2 separate regions of the Pan paniscus genome follow, and region 2 is linked to region 1. A link is a contact called in public Hi-C data. All regions are on one chromosome and are shown on one strand. Each heading gives the region's core, a stretch centred on a gene start, on an enhancer-like site or on the middle of the called end of the contact. The rest is flanking DNA. Distances are from core to core; before and after follow the strand shown. Region 1 holds the start of ABAT (4-aminobutyrate aminotransferase). Region 2 holds the start of PMM2 (phosphomannomutase 2).

Evidence for each region. Hi-C and Micro-C count contacts between places; a contact is called where the count stands out from the background.
Region 2: a Hi-C map of fibroblasts shows a contact between it and region 1, with 5 times the contacts expected there. The contact joins the promoter of PMM2 here to the promoter of ABAT in region 1. A contact is called at or near these places in 2 of 3 Hi-C or Micro-C datasets (fibroblasts and induced pluripotent stem cells).

What each region holds. Positions count from the first base shown.
Region 1 is chr18:9,198,857-9,205,616 of NHGRI_mPanPan1-v2.0_pri, reverse strand. ABAT (4-aminobutyrate aminotransferase) reads right to left here and starts at 3,925. Exons shown (of 20, transcript XM_063597947.1): 1 at 3,800-3,925; 2 at 798-903.
Region 2 is chr18:9,334,129-9,340,888 of NHGRI_mPanPan1-v2.0_pri, reverse strand. It overlaps PMM2 (phosphomannomutase 2), which reads right to left and starts at 3,832. Exons shown (of 8, transcript XM_003808297.5): 1 at 3,559-3,832. The coding sequence starts at 3,624. It overlaps TMEM186 (transmembrane protein 186), which reads left to right and starts at 3,772. Exons shown (of 2, transcript XM_003808306.5): 1 at 3,772-3,895; 2 at 4,916-6,058. The coding sequence starts at 3,893. The coding sequence ends at 5,554.

The DNA.
Region 1 (6,760 bases), core at 2,676-5,175:
GATCCCTAGTGGGTCCCTCCTCCCCAGGGACCCTCAGTTTCTGTGCCTTTAAAGCAGGGTGATACAGTGAGACGTGCCAGACAACCAAGCAGGTGAGATGATTTTCATTCTGATTTCCTGAGCACCTGGCTCAGGTGCTGGGCTGCTCTAGGGCCCTGGATAAGGATCTTTGCATGAAAGACCTCAATGTCACATGAACACACATGGATCACATGAGATGGGTCCTGGGAAAGAGCTTTAGAGTGGGCTAGACGTGGTGGCTCATGCCTGTCATCCCAGCACTTTGGAAGGCTGAGGTGGGAAGATCACTTGAGCCCAGGAGTTTGATACCAGCCCAGGCAACATAAGGAGACCCCATCTTTACAAAAATACAAAAAATAAATAAATTAGCCTGGTGTGGTGGTATGTGCCTAGGTCCTAGCTACTCGGGAGGCCAAGGTGGGAGCACTGCTTGAGCCTGAGAGGCTGAGGCTGTAGTGAGCCGTGATAGCATCACTGCACTCCAGGCTGGGTGGCAGAGCAAGACCCCATCTCAAAAAAAAAAAAAAATACATAAATAAAATGTAGGCTGGGCGCGGTGGCTCACACCTGTAATCCCAACACTTTGGGAGGCTGGGGCAGGTGGATCACCTGAGGTCAGGAGTTCGAGACCAGCCTGGCCAACATGGTGAAACCCTGTCTCTACTAAAAATACAAAAATTAGCTGGGCATGGTGTCACAGGTGAACAGACAGGTGAACTTACAAAGAAATAGAAAATGCTTGCAAAGAAATAGAAAATGTCTGTGGTCCCACTTACTTGGGAGCCTGAGGCAGGAGAATCGCTTGAGTCCAGGAGCCGGAGGATGCAGTGAGCTGACATCACGCCATTGCACTTCAGCCTGGGAAACAGAGCGAGACTCCATCTAAAAAAAAAAAAAAATTAAAAAACTTAGAATGCACAAGTGTAAGGAAAGAGGAAAGATTATTGCCTAGCCCAGTGGTTATTAACTGGGGCCATCTAGCCACAGCTGGAGACAGTTTTGGTTGTCATGACTGTGGTGGGGGGTGGGAGACAGGGAGGTGCTCCTGGTATCCGGTGGGTAGAGGCCGAGGGGACTGCTGAATGCTCTACAATGCATAGGACAGTATCCTATGACATGGGGTTACTGAGCCCAACACGTTGGCAGTGCTGAGACTGAGAAACCTCACTCTAGTGTAACTCCTCTAGTCTGACAAATGAAACCCAGAAAGGTCTAAGATGATCCAAGGTGTGATCAGCAGACTGACCTTGGGCAAGCTTTAATTTCTCCAAGCCTCAGTTGCTTCATCTGTAAAATGGACGTAAGAATAATAGTACTTACCCCACAGGGCTGTGAAGAGGTTTAGAAGGGATACAGAGTCAGGGCTGGGAAAACACAGGCAGAAAAATAGGAGGAGTGGGAGGACCTCCCCCAGCCTCCAGGTGGGGCCCCCTCTTGATTTTAGCTCTGAACTCTTCCCCAGGTGACCCTCCCACTGGAACATCCAGGTATGTGTTGTCATAGAAACCTTTCAGGGACGGTGCACTCGAGAGCTTGACTGATTTTTTTTCTCCCCAAAATAACCCACCCTGTCAGTCAAGTAACACTTAGGCGAAGTGGTTAGGCAAGTGAGACTGTTTTACCATCATTAACTGTTGAGCAGGCCGCCTACTTGGGGAATTTCCATTCTCCCAAGACAGACAGTTAATAGAAATGCAACAGAGATTAATAATAATAGGGAGATGATGATGATGATGGCATGGCTACCACTTTTTTTTTTTTTTGAGACGGAGTTTTGCTCTTGTCACCCAGGCTGGAGTGCAGTGGTGCAATCTTGGCTCACTGTAACCTCTGCCTCCCGGGTTCAAGTGATTCTCCTACCTCAGCCTCCCAAGTAGCTGATTATAGGCGCTTGCCATCATGCCCTGCTAATTTTTGTATTTTTAGTAGAGATGGGGTTTCACCATGTTGGCCATACTGGTCTCGAACTCCTGACCTCAGGTGATCCACCCGCTTCAGCCTCCCAAAGTGCTGGGGTTACAGGTGTGAGCCACCACGCCTGGTGATGGCTACCATTGTTTGAGCTTTTCTTCCTTGCCCGGTTATATGCTAGGTGCTTGACAGACATTACCAAGTCCAACTTTGAGAAGTAAGTACTAGTAGTGTGTGCATTTTACAGACCAGGATTCTGAGGCTCAGAGAGGTGAGTGTTGGGGCTGGTTTGAGTTCAGATGCCAGGTGCCATGTTCTAACCATCAAGCTTTATTGCCTCTGAGGAACCTCCAGTGGAAAGGGGTGCTGGGGGAAGGCTCTGTTCCTTTTGTCCCTGTCTCCAGGACCCAAACCATCAGCTCCATGCTCTTTCTTGGTGAGCTCTGAAGCTGGAAACTCCACCACCAGTCCATGCATCCCACTGTGAAGGTTGTCACCTTCCTGGTCTAGAAGAAACGCTCCAAAGAAACACCCCCAAGAAACGCTCCCACATGGCTCTAACAGCAGTTGGTTCCTGAAGCCTGAGGCAGGCAGAATAAGACTGTCATCATGTCCCAGCCCTGGCACGTCAAACCCTTCGATCCTTCCAAAGACAATGGCACAGCATAAGCTCCAATCCACAGGGCTCCTGGATTCCTTCAGACAAACAATACTCACCCTGGGCAGGGGTCATGGAAAGAGCTCTGGGTTTCCAATGGAAAGACAGAACTGGTGTTAGATCCCACCTCTTGTTACTTCTTTGCTATTTTTATTTTTAGGGACAGAGTCTCGCTCTATTGCCCAGGCTGGAGTGCAGTGGTGCGGTCACAGTTCACTGTAACCTCAAACTCCTGGGCTCAAACGATTCTCTTGCCTTGGCCTCCTGAGTAGCTGGGACTACAGGCACGTGCCACCACACCCAGCTGATTGTTTTTCTTTTGGTAGAGACAGTCTTGGTATGTTGTCCAGGCTGGTCTTGAACTCCTGGACTCAAGTGATCTTCCCACTTCTGTCTCTTAAAGTATTAGGATTATAGGCGTGAGCCACCATGCCAAGCCCATTCTTGCTACTTCTGAGTTCTGTGACCTCAGACAGCCTCTGTAAAGATTCGAGCCTTAGCTTACGTGTCCCTAAAATGGGTACAGGAGGCTGGGCACAGTGGCTCATGCCTGTAACTCCAGCATTTTGAGAGGCCAAAGTGGGAGGATTGCTTGAGGCCAGGAGTTCGAAATCATCCTGGTCAATATAGTGAGACCCTGTCTCTACAAAAATATAACAATAATAGTGATAAAATAAAATAGAATAAAATGAGTACAAAGTTGTTGGGCAGATAAATGAGATCAATTTTAAGTTCTTTTTTTTTTTTTTTTTTTGAGACGGAGTCTCGCTGTGTCGCCCAGGCTGGAGTGCAGTGGCTCAATCTCGGCTCACTGCAAGCTCAGCCTCCTGGGTTCACGCCATTCTCCTCCTCAGCCTCCGCAGTAGCTGGGACTACAGGCGCCCGCCACCACGCCCGGCTAATATTTTGTGTTTTTAGTAGAGACGAGGTTTCACCATTTTAGCCAGGATGGTCTCGATCTCCTGACCTCGTGATCTGCCCGCCTTGGCCTCCCAAAGTGCTGGGATTACAGGTGTGAGCCACCGCGCCCGGCCAACGGTAATTTCTTAATAAAGGCGGGTTTTATCCGAATTCGGGTTTGGGGCTAGCTGGGTACTGGCGGCTCTCAGAACTCACGTGCTACTGTACAATGTATAGCAGGTTAGTTAGGGTCCCCCGAGAGTCACTGTAGACCCACACTTTGGCATGGCTGCCAGGACTGATGATTACCTTGGATTCCTTTCTGGCACGTCTGGCCCTGGATTCATGAGGCTGGGGCACCACCTTGTGGTGAGAATCCTGCCAGGGGCCAGCAGGGACGCAAGGTGCCTGACGGCCCTGCTTCCCTCAAGCCGCGGAACCTGGGGGAGGAGAACATGACATCCAGACCCTTTGGGAGACTTGAAGCCAAGACCAAACTCATCACCTGTCTTCCCCACTGGTCGGGCCAGAGTCTGGAGCCCTGGTAGCTCTGGGTTTCCGTTCACTCATCCGCTCACCCACTCAGCACAGCTCCTCCTCCTGCTCCTCCTCCTCCCCCTCCTCCTCCTCCCCCTCCTCCTCCCCCTCCCCCTCCTCCTCCTCCTCCTCCTCCTCAAGACTTGCCCACTTGCCGGCCTAATCTCCCCACCTGAAGCAGCGACCGCCCTCATTCACACTCTTCCAGCCCCCGATGGCTCTATTATTCTTTCTAGTACTTACCAACACTGCCAAGGCTATAATTCTCAAACCATTAAAACATAATTATCTTAAAGTCAGTAGTGAGTATGTATTAAAAGTCTTATTTACTTTACTAATGAGGGCCTAGGCACAATGACAAAGCTGGCTCCAATGAGAATTCGAAAAACAGGGATTCTTCTAGGAAGTAGGAAAAATGAGGAGATAAAATTGCCATATTATGCTGGGCGCAGTGGGTCACACCTGTAATCCCAGCACTTTGGGAGGCCGAAGCAGGCGGATCACTTGAGGTCAGGAGTTCGAGACCAGCCTGGCCAACATGGTGAAATCCCCATCTCTACTAAAAAAAAATACAAAAATTAGCCAGGTGTGGTGGTGTGCGCTTGTAGTTCCAGCTTGGGAGGCTGAGGCACGAGAATTGCTTGAATCCAGAGGGCGGAGGCTGCAGTGAGCTGAGATCGCACCACTGCACTCCAGCCTGGGCAACAGAGCGAGACTCCATCTCAAAACAAACAAACAAAAAAACAAAAACAAAACCAAAAACAGGCCATGTTACACATAAAGTCAGTTAATGTCCTACAGGGCAAAATCACTGTACCCCTTGGGGTGATCTTCCTACTAGACAGAAGAGAAAAGCATCACATGATTTCAGTTCAACAGAAATGAAAAATGTGGCCAGATGTGGTGGCTCACACTTATAATCCTAGCATTTTGTGAGGCTGAGGTGGGAGGATGGCTTGTGCTCAGGAGTTTGAGACCAGCCTGGGCAACATAGTGAGACCCTGTCTCTACAAGAAATACAAAAAATTAGCTGGGTATGGTGACTTGTGCCTGTAATCCCAGCTACTTGGGGGCGCTGAGGTGGGAGGATCGCTTGAGCCCGGGAGGTCGAGGCTGCAGTGAGCCAAGACTGCGCCACTGCACTCCAGCCTGGGTAACAAGGTAAGACGCTGTCTGGAAAAAAAAAAAAAAGCGAAGTCCTTGCACCCTAATCAATTTAATCAATTGTATACACAAGTGCTGCACTGTCCTGATGGCTCTAGCACGCAGTCACCTTTTTGCCTCACTTGTAGCTTTTGGACTGTGGTTCTTTACACTACCTGACATTATATTTTGCATTTATTTGTTTATTGCACGTTGCCTCCTCTAGAATGTAGGCTCCGTGAGGGCAGACAGGTGTAATGCCTGGCTCCCTGCTGCCTCCCAATACCTCATAAATATCCAGCATGTGGACACTCCTTGGTAGATATTTGCAGAATGGCTGGGAGGGTCAGGCTGGGCAATTCATATGATGCCAGCTCTGTCATTCCAGGACTCATGATCTGGTGAAGGATGGATGATTATCATACCAAGTTTTTTTTGTTCGTTTTTTTTTTTTTTCCTCATTCTGTTGCCCAGGCTAGGGTACAGTGGCGCAATCTTGGCTCACTGCAACCTCTGACTCCCAGGTTCAAGCAATTCTCCCTTCTTAGCCTCACAAGTAGCTGGGACTACAGGGGCACACCACTGTGCCCAACTAATTTTTGTATTTTTAGTACAGATGGGGTTTCACCATGTTGGCCAGGCTGGTCTCGAACTCCTGACCTCAAGTTATCTGCCCACCTCGGCCTCCCAAAGTGCTGGGATTACAGGTGTGAGCCAGCGTGCCTGGCTGATTATCACACCAAGTTTTAAATGGGCTGTGGACACCGGGGAAGGCTTTGTGGAAGAAGGGGCAGGGGAGAGGGGCTGGGTGGGTGGTTTCAGAGGGTGAGGAGGGGTTGCATTAAGGCACATGGCCAAGAGAGTGGTGCATTCCAGGAGTGGGGAGGATTCAATATGGTGGATGAGATAGGGCTGGGAAGGGAGGCAGGGGCCAGGCCTTGGAGGGCCTTGTGGGCCCTACAAAGGGATTTGGGCTTTGTGCAATGACCTCCCAGAGTGGGTGTCTACAGTAGAGCCTTGACTTGCACTCTGGTCAAATCTGGACTGAAAAGCCAAGTCCCCGCCCTCACAAAGACGGAGATATGTTCATAGCAGGAAGATCTTTCGGTATATTTACATGCTGGAGAGTAAATATTTTCAAAGATCCCTCACAGCAGCTCAGGATATCCTTCTGACCGATGCCAAGTATTCACCTGAGGATATGAGGCATACCATGTCCACCTAGCTCTTCTGGAGCCGAGGAGCAACCGGGCTTCAGCCGAGATCTTTGAGATTGAGCCTGGGGACTTCCTCCCCATTCCCTGTCTCCTTCAGCTTCGCAGTGGCTTGTAATGTTTCTTTACCATGGGGTGCACATTTCTGAGACTATATCCCTTGGGTTCTGGATGAGTTTGCTTTGGTAACAAATGACCACAAATTGGGGGATTAAAACAGTGGAAATGGATTATTTCAGTTCTGTAAACCAGAAGTCCGCAATCAAGGTGTCAGCAGGGACTTACGCCTCCAAAGGCTCGAAGGGAGGGTTCTTCCTTGCCTCTTCCAGTTTCTGGTGATCCCGGTTGCTCCTTCATGTGGCAGCATCACTCTGAT
Region 2 (6,760 bases), core at 2,583-5,082, 140 kb before region 1:
TTTTGCCACGTTGCCCAGGCCAGTCTGGAACTCCTGGGTTCAGGAGATCCACCAGCCTTGGCCTCCCAAAGTGCTGAGATGACAGGTATAAGCCAGGTCTATAAGCCTTATTTTCATACATGCCAATTAAGTTACCAGCTCTGTACATAGTTCAAATATTTTAGTTGTAACTGGGGGGGGCATCTTTACCAGAATAAACTTAAGTGTTATTTTTACCAAATTTTAAACACAGGTAATATGTTAGTAGCTGTTGTGCACTGTCCCAGCTATTTTTCTATGCATTTATATACCCATCTATGGGCACATATACAAATAGGTCTTATTTTTGAAACATAAATGGAATCATGTCCTGTGCAGGGACTTTGCTTTTTCAGCACTATGCTGTGGTGATCTTTTCATGCCAACACAGATCTAGCTCATCATTCCTTTTAAATGCTACACTACACTCCATTTATGGATTTAAGTTGTTGATTTTAAAATAAAACAACATAATGAAATTAAAGAGGAAGCTTAGGGCCAGACATGGCGGCTCATGCCTGTAATCCCGGCACTTTAGGAGGCCGAGGCGGGTGGATCACCTGAGGTCAGAGTTCGAGACCAGCCTGGCCAACGTGGCGAAACCCTGTCTCTATTAAAAATACAAAAATTAGGCGGGCGCGCTGGTGGGCGCCTGTAGTCCCAGCTACTCGGGAGGCTGCGGCAGGAGAATCACTCGAACCCGGGAGGCAGAGGTTGCAGTGAGCCAAGATCGTGCCACTGCACTCCAGCCTGGGTCACAGAGCGAGACTTCGTCTCAAAACAAAACAAAACAAAACAAAACAAAAAAAAAAAAAAAGGAGAAGCTTAGAATTGATTTTATTGCAATTACCCAAAACAAAACAAAAATGTAAAAGAGTAAGATGACTAGATTTTTTAGTCTCTTCTAAAAGCAAAGCTCCTATCTAGAAAGAGTGGTTTTAGTGGTATAATCTTATGGTAAATTCCAAACTGTGTGATAATTTTAAAAAAGTTATAAACTAAGATGAAAAAATAGCCCTACATTAAGACACATCACAATGTATTTTTACAAGTCTTATAACTCAGCACTTTGAGCAATCTTAGTTGTACATTTACACTGAATGTCTTTTTTTTTTTTTTTTGACACGAAGTCGTGCTCTGTCACCCAGGCTGGAGTGCAATGGTGTGGTCTTGGCTCATTGCAACCTCCACTTCCTGGGTTCAAGCGATTCTCCTGTCTCAGCCTCCCAGGTAGCCAGGATTACAGGCGCCCGCCATCACGCTCGGCTAATTTTTTTGTATTTTTAGTAGAGACCGGGTTTCACCATGTTGGCGAGGCTGGTCTCGAACTCCTGACCTCAAGTGATCCGCCCGCCTCGGCCTCCCCAAGTGCTGGGATTATAGGCATGAGCTACCGTGCCAGGCAGAATATCTTTTTACTAGAAATTTAGAAAATACAAAAAACCATTTAATTCAACCTCAGTATATAAACACTTGGAGTTCAATGATTTTTCTTTAAAAAAATTTTTTAGAGTAATAATGAATGTGATTAAAATTGTACAGAAGGGTTTGTAATAGAGTGCAATCTTTTCTACTCTCACAGTGGAATCTGGACCTATTAGACAAAATCTAGAATTGCAGGAGTGGCCTTTAAAAGTCAGAACACGGTGGCTCACGCCTGTAATCCCAGCACTTTGGGAGGCCGAGGCGGGTGGATCACGACGAGGTCCAGAGATAGAGACCATCCTGGCCAACACGGTGAAACCCCATCTCTACTAAAAATACAAAAATTAGCCGGGCGTGGTGGTGCGCGCCTGTAGTACCAGCTACTTGGTTGCCTGAGGCAGGAGAATTGCTTGAACCTGGGAGGTGGAGGTTGCAGTGAACTGAGATTGGGCCACTACACTCCAGTGTGGTGACAGAGTGAGACTCTGTATTAAAAAAAAAAAAAAGAGTCAGAACTGTGAAAATCAGAAAATCAGAAGCACTTTCCTGAATGGCATACCCAGTGACTAGAACAGCTTCCACCTTAGCACAGATAGGAAATGGCAAACTTGACAGGAACCATTATCCTGAGGCCCAGAGACTTGTACCAGGTTGGCTGTGTGAAACTGAGAAGGTTAGTTCTTCACTGAGTGTGTTTCCTTATGTTTAAAACGGTAATAACAACTATCCTACCTGGGAAGAAAGATGGAGGAAGGTTGAGAGGGTCCAGTGATATCATGAAAAAAGGGTGGCAATATAAACCCTAGACCGCTATGGCCCACAGACCACATTGGGCAGCTGTTTGTTTTTGTAATAAATAAATAAAATTTTATTGGTACACAGCCACTCTGTATTTATATAGGGTTTATGGCTGGTTTTGCACTAAAGTTGAGTGGTTACTATAGACCATATAGTCAGCAAAGACAAAAGTATTTGCTATATGGCCCTTTACAAAAAATGAATTGGGGACCGGAGTTTTAGACCACTATGGGCTTTTAACAAACCCAAGTGTGTGATCACTGAATTTCAGAATCAGAAAAAGCCTTTGAAGAACTTGGGAGTTGAGCGTCATCACTAGGTAGATCAAACCTGTGGCTGAGAAGGGCAAAATGATACGTCTAAGGTCACACGCATTTGACGTGGACTTCTGGAGCACACCATTGTTACCACCAAGCGAAAACTACGAGGGGTGAGGGTAGAAGCTGAGGATAGTGAGACCATTGGGGTCCAGTCTCAAGTTGAAATGGCCAGTGTTCAGTGGCCAATTTCTGAAAAGGGGCCAGGAGAGCCTCACCTCAAAGGCTGATCGTAACTGAAACTTATCTGTGCCTGTAGCAGCAAAATCTGAAAGTGGAAAGCAAGTTTCCAAGGGCCCAAAGAGGCTCTCAGCGGGCAGCCTGTAATAACCTAGGGCTCCTCCATCTTCCTAGTCCATTGCAAGGGCTGGAGATGGGTGTGGTGGAGGTGGCTACTATTTACTGAGGCCTAGTGTGTTGTGTGCAACATATTTTCAAGAACTTACACAATCTCATTTGATCCTCACAGACACCATATGGAACAGGTAACATCCCCATTTAAAGCTGTAGATGTTGAGGCTCAGAGAGGTTAATAACTCGCTGAAGGTCACACAGATGTCAAGAGGTGAAGATGAGGCTCCACTAGGTCGGTTTGACCTGGAAACCTGTTTTTAATATCATGACTCACGGCACAGCCCATTGGTTACAGGATTGGGGCCGGCACATAGCTGATAAGGGGGCCTGATCTTGGGTTGAAATCCTGGTCTATCAGTCCCGAGCACTAGCGGTGAGTCCAGATTACATTTTCCAACCTAGCACAAGTTTCCTGCTCTTAAGAGTTCTTCAGCCCCGTCTCATCTTTCCAAGCACCAGAGCTCTTGAAGAGCTGATTAGGGCCTCCCTCTCATTCCTCCAGGGCACCCAGAATAGGGTTCAGCCCCGTGAGGACGTAGGCGGTCCTTAGCCACCCCTTGGCGCCTACCCTGGGTGGTCGATAGCCCCAACTGGGAACAGCACGGGCTCTGCGTCGGCTGCCAGCAGCCCGCCGGCCGCCACTTACCTGCCGCGGGGCGGTGAGGGTCCCATCCACGTCGAAGAGGCAGAGCGCTGGGCCAGGCGCTGCCATGTCCCCAGTTTCTAGCCGCACCTTACAAGACACGTCGGCACGAGGAACTCGGCCCGGAACTTCCGGGTTCGGCCCCTGAGCCGCAGGGCACGTCGGGAAGAGGAGGGGACTCCGTTCCCATAACCCCTGGGACTAGCGCCAGCCACGATTCCTGGACCGCAACTCCCAGGGTGCAACGCAGATCACGCCCGCCTTGTACATTCGAGCATGCGCTCTTAGAGGTTCCGGGGGCCGGTGGGATTTACTTCCGGCAGCGGGTGGTGGGGCCATGGTAAGGAGGCGGGTGGCGAGCCTTGAGGGGGTGATGCTCTTTGGGGTCGGGGTCAGGGCTGGGGCGGGCAGGCCCGACGCTCGGGTTTCGGACTCGGAGGATCCGTGGGAGGAAGCTCTGGCGTGTGTTACAGTTCGCTTTTCCCGGGCTTTCTCTGCCCTCCTTGGGTCACATGCGCACAGTAGTAATAGCTAAAACTCGCCGAGCTCTCACAGTGCATTAGGTACTAAGTTGAGGACTCTGAAACCATCTTCTGGTTCACTGTGTTCTGAGTCCCCATTTTGAAAGGCGAAGAAACCGAATCTCAGGGGTGTGGAGTAATTTGCTCACAAATTACTGTTGGAGCCAGAATTGGAATAAGAGCTTTTACTGCTTCACTACCCACCTAATAATACCCTTGTGCTACGTGTTGGGGCCTCCCTGCCTCGCTCCTTCTCCTTCTCCGCTGTTTCCCCTTCCCCAGACTAGGCTAAGAGAAAGCAGCAGTTCCCTCCAGCACCCAAGATAGCCTATGAATCAAACAGAGAATTAGAAAGTTTATTGGAATAAATATCTCACAGATTTGTTGCTCGAGTTCCCCACTAAGACATTGATTATTTAGTCTCCTGCTTGGGGAAATGTTCACACCCCCTTGTGGATACATTGTCCAGCCCAGAGGTTGTCCTCCCTAGATATGTTTTGAATTAATGACGGCCGCACCTCCTTTCTTGTATTTATTTGGAATTGCCTGGTGGAAGGAGGACTCTGCTGCACTCACTGACTGTGTGATCTTTGGTAAATATCTTACCCTCTCTGGGCTTAGTTTCCCTAGTGGTAAAGTGGAAATAGTGATAACTATCTTAGATAGCTGTTGTGATGCCCACATGAGATAGCATCTGGCTTTACCCTTCCCTCCTCTGGCAATAACGGTTACCTTGCAGGATTGGCAGAAGCCTTAGAGTATGGTGCTTTGCAGATGTTCGCCGTGTGATTAATGTAGTTGAGTTCCACGAGAGAAATGGTCTACTGTCTCCCTTTCAGGCTGCCCTTCTCCGAGCTGTGCGTAGGTTTCGGGGAAAAGCTGTGTGGGAAAGGCCTCTCCATGGGCTGTGGTGCTGCAGTGGGCAGGAGGATCCTAAGAGGTGGGTGGGCAGCAGTTCACCCATCTCGAAGGAGAAACTACCAAACGCAGAGACTGAGAAATTCTGGATGTTTTACCGTTTTGATGCCATCAGAACGTTCGGGTTCCTGTCACGACTGAAGTTGGCACAGACTGCCCTGACAGTGGTAGCTCTGCCACCAGGCTATTACTTGTACTCCCAGGGCCTCCTCACTCTCAACACCGTGTGCCTCATGAGTGGGATATCGGGCTTTGCCCTGACCATGCTGTGCTGGATGAGCTATTTCTTACGGAGACTGGTTGGTATCCTGTATCTGAATGAGTCTGGCACCACGCTGCGGGTGGCCCATCTGAACTTCTGGGGCTGGCGGCAGGACACATACTGTCCCATGGCAGATGTGATTCCCCTGACAGAAACCAAGGACCGGCCTCAGGAGATGTTCGTGCGTATCCAGCGGTACAGTGGGAAACAGACCTTCTACGTCACCCTGCGCTATGGACGCATCCTGGACAGAGAGCGTTTCACACAGGTGTTTGGGGTACATCAGATGCTCAAGTGAACAACTGGGACCTGGACCTCTGGGTAACCCTGGGTCGCCTGGATTAACAGGAAGGCTGAGGGTGTGGGCAAGGCTGAAGAAAGGGGACTGGGTACTTGGAGACTTTGCCTGGGCCCCTGGGAACATGTGTTTTGTGGTGAATAAATTCACAAGGCAAGAGCTGGTGTACAGGTTTAGGAAAAAGGCTCTAAGCAAGTTCTTACAGCACTTGTTTGTGACATTCAGTCAGATAATGGCCAGAAGTTTTTGTTAAGAGCCAGTTCTTAGAAGAACCTATGCCAAGGTCACCCATAGAGTCCATTGGTGTGAAAGAGAAAGGCAAAGAGGTGTGGCGGGGGAGCATAAGATTTGGAGTCAGAAGTCTCAGTTCTGTCATTTGTCCTGGAGCAGGTTACTGAGTCTCTTTGAAGCTTGGTTTTCACATCTGTAAAATGGAAAGTCCTGCTTGTTTCATGGGATGGGTGTGGGAATAAACAATAAATGTCAAACGTGTGGCAGACTCAACAGCCTACAGCAGATGTTATTAAGCATTTGGTCAGAGGTTTTAGCAGGGAGAAAGGCTTCGAGCAGTCAACAGGGACTTCCAGAGCCCTGCGCTGTGCCCCTCACATATCCAGCGGCAGAAAGGTCTGTCAGGATGTTAACTACACATTGACGAGCAGATGTCCTCCAGGTGGGCACGAAACCCCAGTTGAGATTTGTTCACCACCCAGAGGTCTAGAGGCTCTTGCTTTGGATGGCCCTGCAGTGTAATAAAGCCAAATGGACCGGATGCTGGTATGTTATTTTATAAACTTGAGCCAGTTATATACATTGCCCCGCATAATTAATAATATATGTTCATTATACAATTTGTAACACAGTAAAGAGGAAGGAAGGCATGATCTTTATTATTTTGCCACTCGAAAGTCAATAAGAATGTTTTATCGCTGGGGGCGGTGGCTGACACCTGTAATCCCAGCACATTGGGAGGCCAAGGTGGCGGATCACGAGGTCAGGAGATCGACGCCATCCTCGCTAACAGGGTGAAACCGTGTCTCCACTAAAAAATACAAAAAAATTAGCTGGGCGTGGTGGCAGGTGCCTGTAGTCCCAGCTACTCGGGAGGCTGAGGCAGGACAATGGTGTGAACCTGGGAGGCAGAGTTTGCAGTGAGCCGAGATCACGCCACTGCACTCCAGCCTGGGCGACAGAGTGAGACTCCGT